2 separate regions of the Gossypium hirsutum genome follow, and region 2 is linked to region 1. The links are chromatin contacts, called in public Hi-C maps. All regions are on one chromosome and are shown on one strand. The core of a region is the stretch at or near the end of the contact, and the rest is flanking DNA. Distances in the headings are between cores, read along the strand shown. Region 1 holds the start of LOC107913009 (histone H1). Region 2 has its middle 22 kb from the start of LOC107911389.

Region 1 (4,198 bases), core at 292-2,791:
TTATACTAGAGGTAAATTGAGCAATAAAGTCCATCATATTCCCATCGATTTTCCAGTTATCTCTGACAAAGTCAGGAAACCTCAGATGGTCAACCCAACCTGCCAATAATCTAAAAGGTCTACCTTTAGGCAAGCTTCTTATTGGTTTTAAGGACAGAAGAGGAAGCCTGTGATCCTATTTCAGTTTCGGAAGATGAGTAACTGTGCAATTAGGAAAAGTGTTAACTATCCCGCCATTTCCAATTTCTTTATCAAAGCGTTTAAAGACTCCTCATCTATGTCAAGTAAATGATGGTCCTTTGAAGCTCAACAGACTCTATTAAATCACCAAATAGGGGACACCTTTTACTATTTCTGCGATCAACTATTTTATCATCAAAGGATAATTTCGTATTAAAGTTTCCAATAGTAAAGCCAAAGATATCTGTAGAAAGAAATGCCCAATTTTAACCCCTCCTAAATTTTTTTTCTGTTTTTGGCTATAAGGGCTACTGTAGACAAAAGCAACATAAATAGGTTGGGAAAATCCACCCTCAAACATTAGCACTAGAATAAATTGAGAATGATTATACATTATATCTACTCGAACTGAATCTTTCCAACCAATCCAAATACCAAAAAAAAAAAAAAAACTAATGGCCTCCACTAGATGTGAATACTGAAAACCCAATTTCGCAATGGTTATATTTGCTTTAACACTACTAACTCATATTTCAAAAAAACCCCCACAATATCAGGCTTATATTCAAAATTTTATTTAAAAAAAAGAAAAAGAAACTTAACACTAGCACAACCCTGGCAATTCTAAGTGAAAATAGTCAAATTCATAATTGCAAACAAGGAGATGAAAACTGACCTTTTACTACTCAGTGGAGCCTAATTCCTTAACCGGTAAGTCTTCCATACTGGAAGAAACCTTGCTCAAATCTTGTTCAATCTAAGAATTAATTAAATCCATCATTGAATTCATTGTATCAGCCACGGGCACTCGAGATAAACCAATAACCTTGAAATGGTCTCCACGCTCTCGAATAACCCTATTGAGCTTCCTCCCATTCCGGCCATGCTCAAATTTATTACCAAAACCACGTCCTTTAAAGCCCTGTTTAAGATTTTTTTTTTTGACAAAAGAGGCACTACCCGAATTATTAATAATGTTGGGATCACCAATTTCCCTAAAAATGATAGTAGTATACTTCCTGGGATGCAAAACACTCGGGCTAGTAACCACTTCCTTTTCAAGCGTATCGTCAAATATGGGGTTAAGACACAACAGAGTACCTGTAGGTACCTTACCAGAAGTGGTAAAAAAATTATTAATAACACCAGCAGTAACCGATTCCCCAAGCTGAAATTTGAATCCCCAATATGGCCTATACATTTGCATCCCTGTTGTGGAATAAGAGACGACAAATCAATTCCTTTAACACCACCTGAATTATCCTTAAGGCTTTCCACATTAATTAGCCCAGATACAATCGACCCAGCCTCATTAATAGGCTTTTTTCCAATTGCCTTTCCCACCCTTTCAATACCCAAATCCATCGACCCATTCTTAGCTGGTACCCTCTCATCATTCGAGTTTATAATCCCTGACCCATTTACTAAAGAAGAACTTGCTTCAATAGCTTTTAAGCTCTTGCTCCCCACTTTAGCCCTAACTTGAGACCTCTAATTGTTCTCCAAAGAAACCCCTAAAGCCCCTTTAGACCATTCCTAATCACCTTTCCATTTTCATCAACTTCTTCAATGCCATCGTTAACATTTGATAATGTCAAGAATCTAGATCCTATGATCCCCTGCCCTTGATTTTTGGTCCTTTGATCCCGTTGCGCCCTTCTATTACGCCGAATTTTCCTTTCCACCTGCATCCAGAGGTGGAAACTTGAGGAGTCGACAGACTTTTCTGCGTCTGTGGTCAAGGTTGTCTCCATCAGTTCCTTCTCTTCCCCCTGTGTTGGCCACCCATCTTTGAAAGGGCATAGGTCCTTCACATGCCCATAACAACTGCAGGTATAGCATATTGTCGGTAAAGACTCATATTCGACCCTTTGAATCTCACTGTTAATCCGAATACGAGAAATAAGTGGCTTATCGATGTTAACATAGACGACCATTCGGGCAAAATGCCCCCTTGTTCTGCTTCTGATTTTGAAGTCTAGTTTAGACACTTTCCCAACTAGACCACTAATTTCCCCAAGAATCACTGATTGTACATATGCTTGGAAGTCCAGGAAATCTAATCCAAGTTAAAACCATTTTCGGGAAGGGTTGCATCGGGTTAAAGTCCGTTGTCCATGGTTGAACGATCAAATATTGACCATAGATTATCCATTGCCCCTGATAAAGAACCTTTTTGAAATATTCAACACTGAAATTTTACCAGAAAGTACCCATTCTCAATGTCCATTAGTTGAAAAGGTTTAGAAGTCTTCCATAAATATCTAACCCGATTATGTAAAGTGACGTGACCAATATTTTGACCTAACAATTTGACCACTACAGTCAACTCCATGTTTTTTATTAGAATCTATTGAATGTGATCGGAGAAACTAATCGACGGGACTCCATCAATTGAAGATTTTATAATGTCTCCCTCTAAAAGAACCAATCTTCATTATCTTCCACCACAGTTAGACTCGTATCCTTCTCAGACCCTCGCTACCTTTCCTCAGAACCTTGTCCCTCCATGATACAGGCATAGCTGGAGCTAAGTCAATTGCCATATCTGAATCTGAAGGCTCACCTTCACCACCATCTTTGAAGCATACTTTCTTTGTGCTTCGACCATTGAGAGCAAGATCATCGCCACCACCTCCGTCACTCATGTTTTCCCTAAATATACCAAACTCCAATTTAATTAGTTCATGTAATACGTTATTGAGATAAAAAAAAATTAAACCAACGCATACAATCCTTCTTTTTCATTTCTGCTACTACCAAAATTCAATCAAGTCCAATATTTAATGATTTCACACTACTGGCATTTAAGGATAATTTTAAAGCGGTTGAAGAGAAACCAACTTCATGATGATCCCCTCACAATAAGCAATCTCATTAAAACAAAAACCATGGGCTGCCTGCCTATGTGGATGATTTTGTTGGATACATACCAGCACAAATGGTAACTCCAAGTAGAGCTGGCAAGCACTATTAAAAATGAGAGTTCAAAATTATATGCATCAAATGATATTTATTATTAACAAACATATAATTTTAAGAGAGATCCACTTTATACAAAACTAAAAGTTTTACACCTTTTTTTAGTCCTTGATCACATTTAAATCTTCATCTCCCCTTAACTTTGAGATCAACATCAAAATCCATCTCTATTTATCTTCTTTTACCATTTAATCTAACTTTTTTAATATCCAATTAAATTATTTAATTCTCAAGGTTTTTTTTATTATGAATTTTCACTTGAATGTTTTGAAACATTGAATATGAAATCTGGCCAAAAGTAATCTTAAGTTGTAGAATCATTGTGTATTTAAATTTTACTAGTAAAAAAAAGTCATTAAAATCCTTCTAAAATGGATGTCTTAGCTTCTATAACTTCAAATAATTTTAAAGAAGTAGCTATGAGGCGAAATGAGTGGTAATTGTTGAAAAGGAAGATAAATATAGATTAATAATGAATTTCTCTCCTAAAAAAAATGAAATTATGTTGCATTGTTTTAGTGGAAAGTGGGAGAAATTTTTTTTTTGTCTGCAATTAACAAATGTTGATGTTGATCTATATGTTTTTCATAAATGAGAATGTTAAATCTCTTAAGTAATGGGATGATGATGACCTTAAAAAGAGAGAAAATATAAAAATAAGGCGTGTTTTTAATTAGAATAATGTTTTAATCATTTAATTGTGATCAAGGATTAGAAAAAGGTGTAAAACTTTTAATTTTACACTGTTACAACTAAATACCTTACTTCAAATGATATTTAAAATATATTACAACATTTATCTAAAAAATTAATATCTGACTATTAAAATAAGTTTTAGATTAGCATATAAAATTTAATTTTTATTCTATAGGACTTAAAAATAAATTTAAAATTAAACAAATTTTTTCCTAATTTTGTAGTTAAAATTTGTAATGAGTAAAAATTAGAATTAAGGGTACTTGAACTTGGGCAAAAATTAATCTCTCAAACTTTAAAAATATAATAATAATAATAATAATAATAATTAATCCCCTAC
Region 2 (4,221 bases), core at 314-2,813, 80 kb before region 1:
AATTTCTTGAAAACAAGATTTCTTATTTTGAATGTCTCTGATGATAGCCCCAATTACTGATTTATCATTTAAGCTCGGTCGACATTTTTTGATTACTGTTCTGGAATCTCCCATCAGCTTGATCGATTGAACTTCTAATGCTATCCCTAACTTCACTCCTCCTAAACATGCATATGCTTCTGCTGCAAATGGGGATGAGACACTGTTGTGAACAATCGTTTTGAGTACCAGTAATTCCCCCCTCAGATCCCGAGCCACCAGACCTGTTGCTGATCTGTTGTTTCTGCTGTCAAACGCTGCATCAAAGAAGATCGTGACTCTCGGTATGTCCTCCTGGAATTTGTGATTTCTTCTCATTGTACTGGTATTCGTCATTGCTCGTACTCCTTCATATTCTGCCATGTGCCCCTGTATATTTTGTGCTAAAATTCTTCCTGTTGTCTTTTCCCTTTCATGCACAAACTTATTTCTGGAGAACCATATTAACCATAAGGCGTAACAAAAAAGTCGGCTTTGATCATCAGTTCCTCCCTTGAATACCCAGGTTAGCCACTCCCACAGATTTTGACTTCTGTTATTCATAACCCATGCTAAATGAATAAACTGCCAAACTGCCAAACTTCTATTGTTGTAGGACAATCTCGGAAGATATGGAGACTATTTTCTGTCCAAGAACAGCATCGGGGACATCTATCATTTGTTGCAACTCTTCTATACCTAAGATTAGCTAGATTAGGAATGAAATCCCAGGAAATTCGCCAGATAGTGATTGCAATTTTTGGGGATAGTTTTAGGCTCCATAATTTTCTGTAAAATTCCTTAGTTTCAGACCCCAGATTAGCATCTTGTAATAGTTTATAGGCGCTGCATACTGAATATTTACCGGATAATTCCCCCTTCCAAACTTGAGTATCCTCGTGCTCCGTCTCTGCAAGCGGGATTTGTATCATGGAGTAGCCACTTCGCAAGCTAAACTTTTCAAAATATCCCATGCATCATTTCTATCTTGCGCATATTTAGATCCATAGAATCCAGTAAATCTCCAATTAGTTCCTTTTTCCTTATCTTCAACTATCACATCAATGTGTCTTTTAGAAAAACTTTGAAGTGTTATATTAAAATCAGCCCTCCATGCTAAACACAATCCTCCTCTCGTTTCTTCTGGATTAACTTCAATACTATTTATAAATCCACTTCTTCTATGAACTCGTTCCATCTGTTTTGTGTTAACTTTTGTCTCCTTAAAGAAGACAATATGGGGATTATGAATCTTCAGCAAATGCCGAAGTCTTTTAACTGTCCGTGGAATTGGGATGTTCGGATGTTCCAGCTTATAATTTTCATTGCGCCCGGTCGGCTTGCCTCTTGGCTGCTGCCGATGATAAAGGATTAACTTCTCCCAATCTTCTATTCCTTGTCAGCACATTACCACACTATATTTCTGGTTGCATCTTCCATCTCTCCCCTGTTCCTTTTATTCCCCATCAAATCATGCTCCATAACCATTCGCATCTGATTGCACTAAGTTTTGTCCTTCCGTTGAGCTAGCGACTGACTTCCCACTTCTATGTTAAAAATCCCAAAATTGGGTCAACGACTTTTCCACCCCTTTCTTTTCTAACCCGTTCATCGAGAGTGCCCTTTTAGTTTCTGACCGTAATGATAAATCCCAGCTCATTTCAGCTACTTCCACCCCTAACATCATTTTAGTTTCACAGAAAGAGTTGCTATGTCCCAAACGTCCACAAAAGAAACAAAAAGGAGACGGATGTTCACATGATCTGCTTCTTCCTTTTTAGCGGCTTTCTAACATCAATCTGCACCCTTACCCTCATATAATTACGATTTTCTTTTCTAAGGTTTGACCCATCATATTCCAAGAAAACCCCTATAAAATTATCCAACTGTACAGCTAAATTTTCACAAAAAAACCCTATTGGGATATCATGAATTTGAACCCTAAAAGGAGTAAAAATTAATGATACTTGTAATGGATCCTCGCCCCTCTTCAGTTTAGACAGTATCATTTTTAACTTCTTTTCTCCATGTTTTAGAATTAATAAATTATCAAATAAAAACAAAACATGACCCTGTCAATTTTGTAAAAATTATGGTTTCATGAATTAAAGCACATAAAACCTGCATCACACTAATTAACTGTATATTTATTCTAACTCAGAACACAACCACCACGACCCCAAGTATTACACGTTAATGTCTTCATAGTTGATTAAATCAACGCTAGGCAACAATAAAATTCTATGTTTTAGTTTTTCTTTTTTTACTCAATATTTCAACAATTATTTTGTGCCTTTTAAATCAGATAAAGTCAAAAACAAACCCCATTAAGGAAAGGATTTAATTGAACCCAACTCAAAGGAAACGTCTTAATCAGGTATCCAACAAAGTATCCCCAATCACGTTTCTCCAAATGAGTGCAGTCAACCAATTATGATCAATCTCATCTCCCTGCCCATGCCCAAAATATTTCTTTTATATATATTATTTTAAAAGAATAATATTTAATGTACAATTAGTAAAGTTTTTAAATTTTATAAGCAAGATTAAATGGTTAGCTATAAAAGTATAGTATAATATTAAAAATATAAATATTAAAAAATGATGTAATAATTTTTTTAAAAATTTTATAATATTTTAAATGCGAAAAAACTCACACAATTACCTAAAATAAAAATCTGGTGAAAACAAACTCAAAACTTGCCATTAAATTTTCATATTTTGATAGGCTTTATTGTTGCCATAATAAACTTTTAGACATGTTTTGTCGAACTTGGTCGGAGTATGGATCTAAGCTTATGGGCCGACCAACCCAGAATTTTCATGTTAAGTGCGCCCCTAAGCATTATTTATTTATTTATTTTCATCAGAGAGAGAGAGGGAGGCGGATGAACATGCATAGCAATTATTGTAATGGTTGACCAAAACAAAAGCATCCTTTTGAAGAACAATGATGGTCAATCATACCACCCAACAAACCCAACCATACCCATTCTTTTATTAACTTTTTCATGCAAGACATTACTAGAATTCTCCTCCCGACGGTTATTTATGTGATAATTTGGATAAAATTATCAACTTAGAAAATGAGTTTGAATAAAAAAATAATACTCTTTTTTAAATGGGTTTAATCTCATATAAATTTTTTTATCTTGAGTTTAGCCCGGTCCGAATTTGTAAAAAAAATATTATTGCTGTTTTTTTGTTGCTTTTTTTTTATTGTTTTGTTATTATATTGTTCCGATTTTGTTATTATTGTTTAGATATTGTATAATTCTTGTTTTATTATTAATTTTGCTACTATATTAGAGGTATTTGTTTGCTAAGTTCCACTTATGTTAGTGTTATTTAAGTGTATATATATATTTTATTTTTTCCATTTGTTAGGAAATATTTATTTTAATGTTTTTAGTGTATTTGATGTATTATATTTTTAAAATTTATTTTTGTATAAAAAACAATATAATTTTTTTAATATGAATGGACCAGGCCGAGCTCGGATTTTAACATTTTTATTTGGGATAGGCTTGTAATACCCTTAACCCATATCCGTTGCCGGAACAAGGTTACAGAGTATTACTGAAATTTTTGGATTATTTACAAATAATTCTTGTCAAATGCTATACATTTTTCAAGATTATTCATAATGTCCCTTAAATGGACCCTCGAGACCCAATACAAGTATTAGAATCAATTCAGGACTAATTCAAAAACTTAGAAAATTTTTCATAAAATTTTAAAATTTTTCTTAGGTACAGGGGTCACACACGCCCATGTGGTCCCATGACATGTTCGTGCCTCAGGCCGTGTCTTACCCCGTGTAACTCCCTGACTTGGGTCACACGGCCAACCACACGTCCATGTGTTAGGCCGTGTGACCAATTTATTTTTCTAAAATTAGGTGCAGTTTTCACACGGCAAAGTCACACACCCATGTTCTAGGCCGTGTGCCTCACACGGCTGAGACATACGCCTGTGTCTCTTATCGTGTGCTAAATTCTCAGTATTCTATTTCTAAATTTTAAGATGCAGGGGACACACTGCCAGACTACACGCCAATGTACGTGGCCGTGTGTTACACACGGCAGAGACACACGCCTCAATGGAAGAAAATAGGCCATTTAAAAGCCACTTTTCTCACACTTCTCACAATCAACCTGCATGCAACACTCTCATATACCAATATAACCTAATCAAGCAACC

Evidence for each region. A called contact is a pair of places that touch in the nucleus more often than the background predicts.
Region 2: a contact with region 1 is called in a Hi-C map of hypocotyl, with 4 times the contacts expected there. The contact joins the enhancer-like site here to the promoter of LOC107913009 in region 1. A contact is called at or near these places in 14 of 34 Hi-C or Micro-C datasets (anther, callus, hypocotyl and 3 more).

What each region holds. Positions count from the first base shown.
Region 1 is chrA11:25,208,983-25,213,180 of Gossypium_hirsutum_v2.1, reverse strand. LOC107913009 (histone H1) reads right to left here and starts at 1,541. Exons shown (of 3, transcript XM_041081461.1): 1 at 857-1,541.
Region 2 is chrA11:25,288,698-25,292,918 of Gossypium_hirsutum_v2.1, reverse strand. No RefSeq gene overlaps it. Among protein-coding and RNA genes, the nearest start is that of LOC107911389, 22 kb to the left of the region's middle. Within about 2 kb of position 1,563, at least 8 of the 9 cell types and tissues checked have an H3K27ac peak or open chromatin away from gene starts, as enhancers often do. A contact at or near this core is called in hypocotyl and leaf, where this site is marked.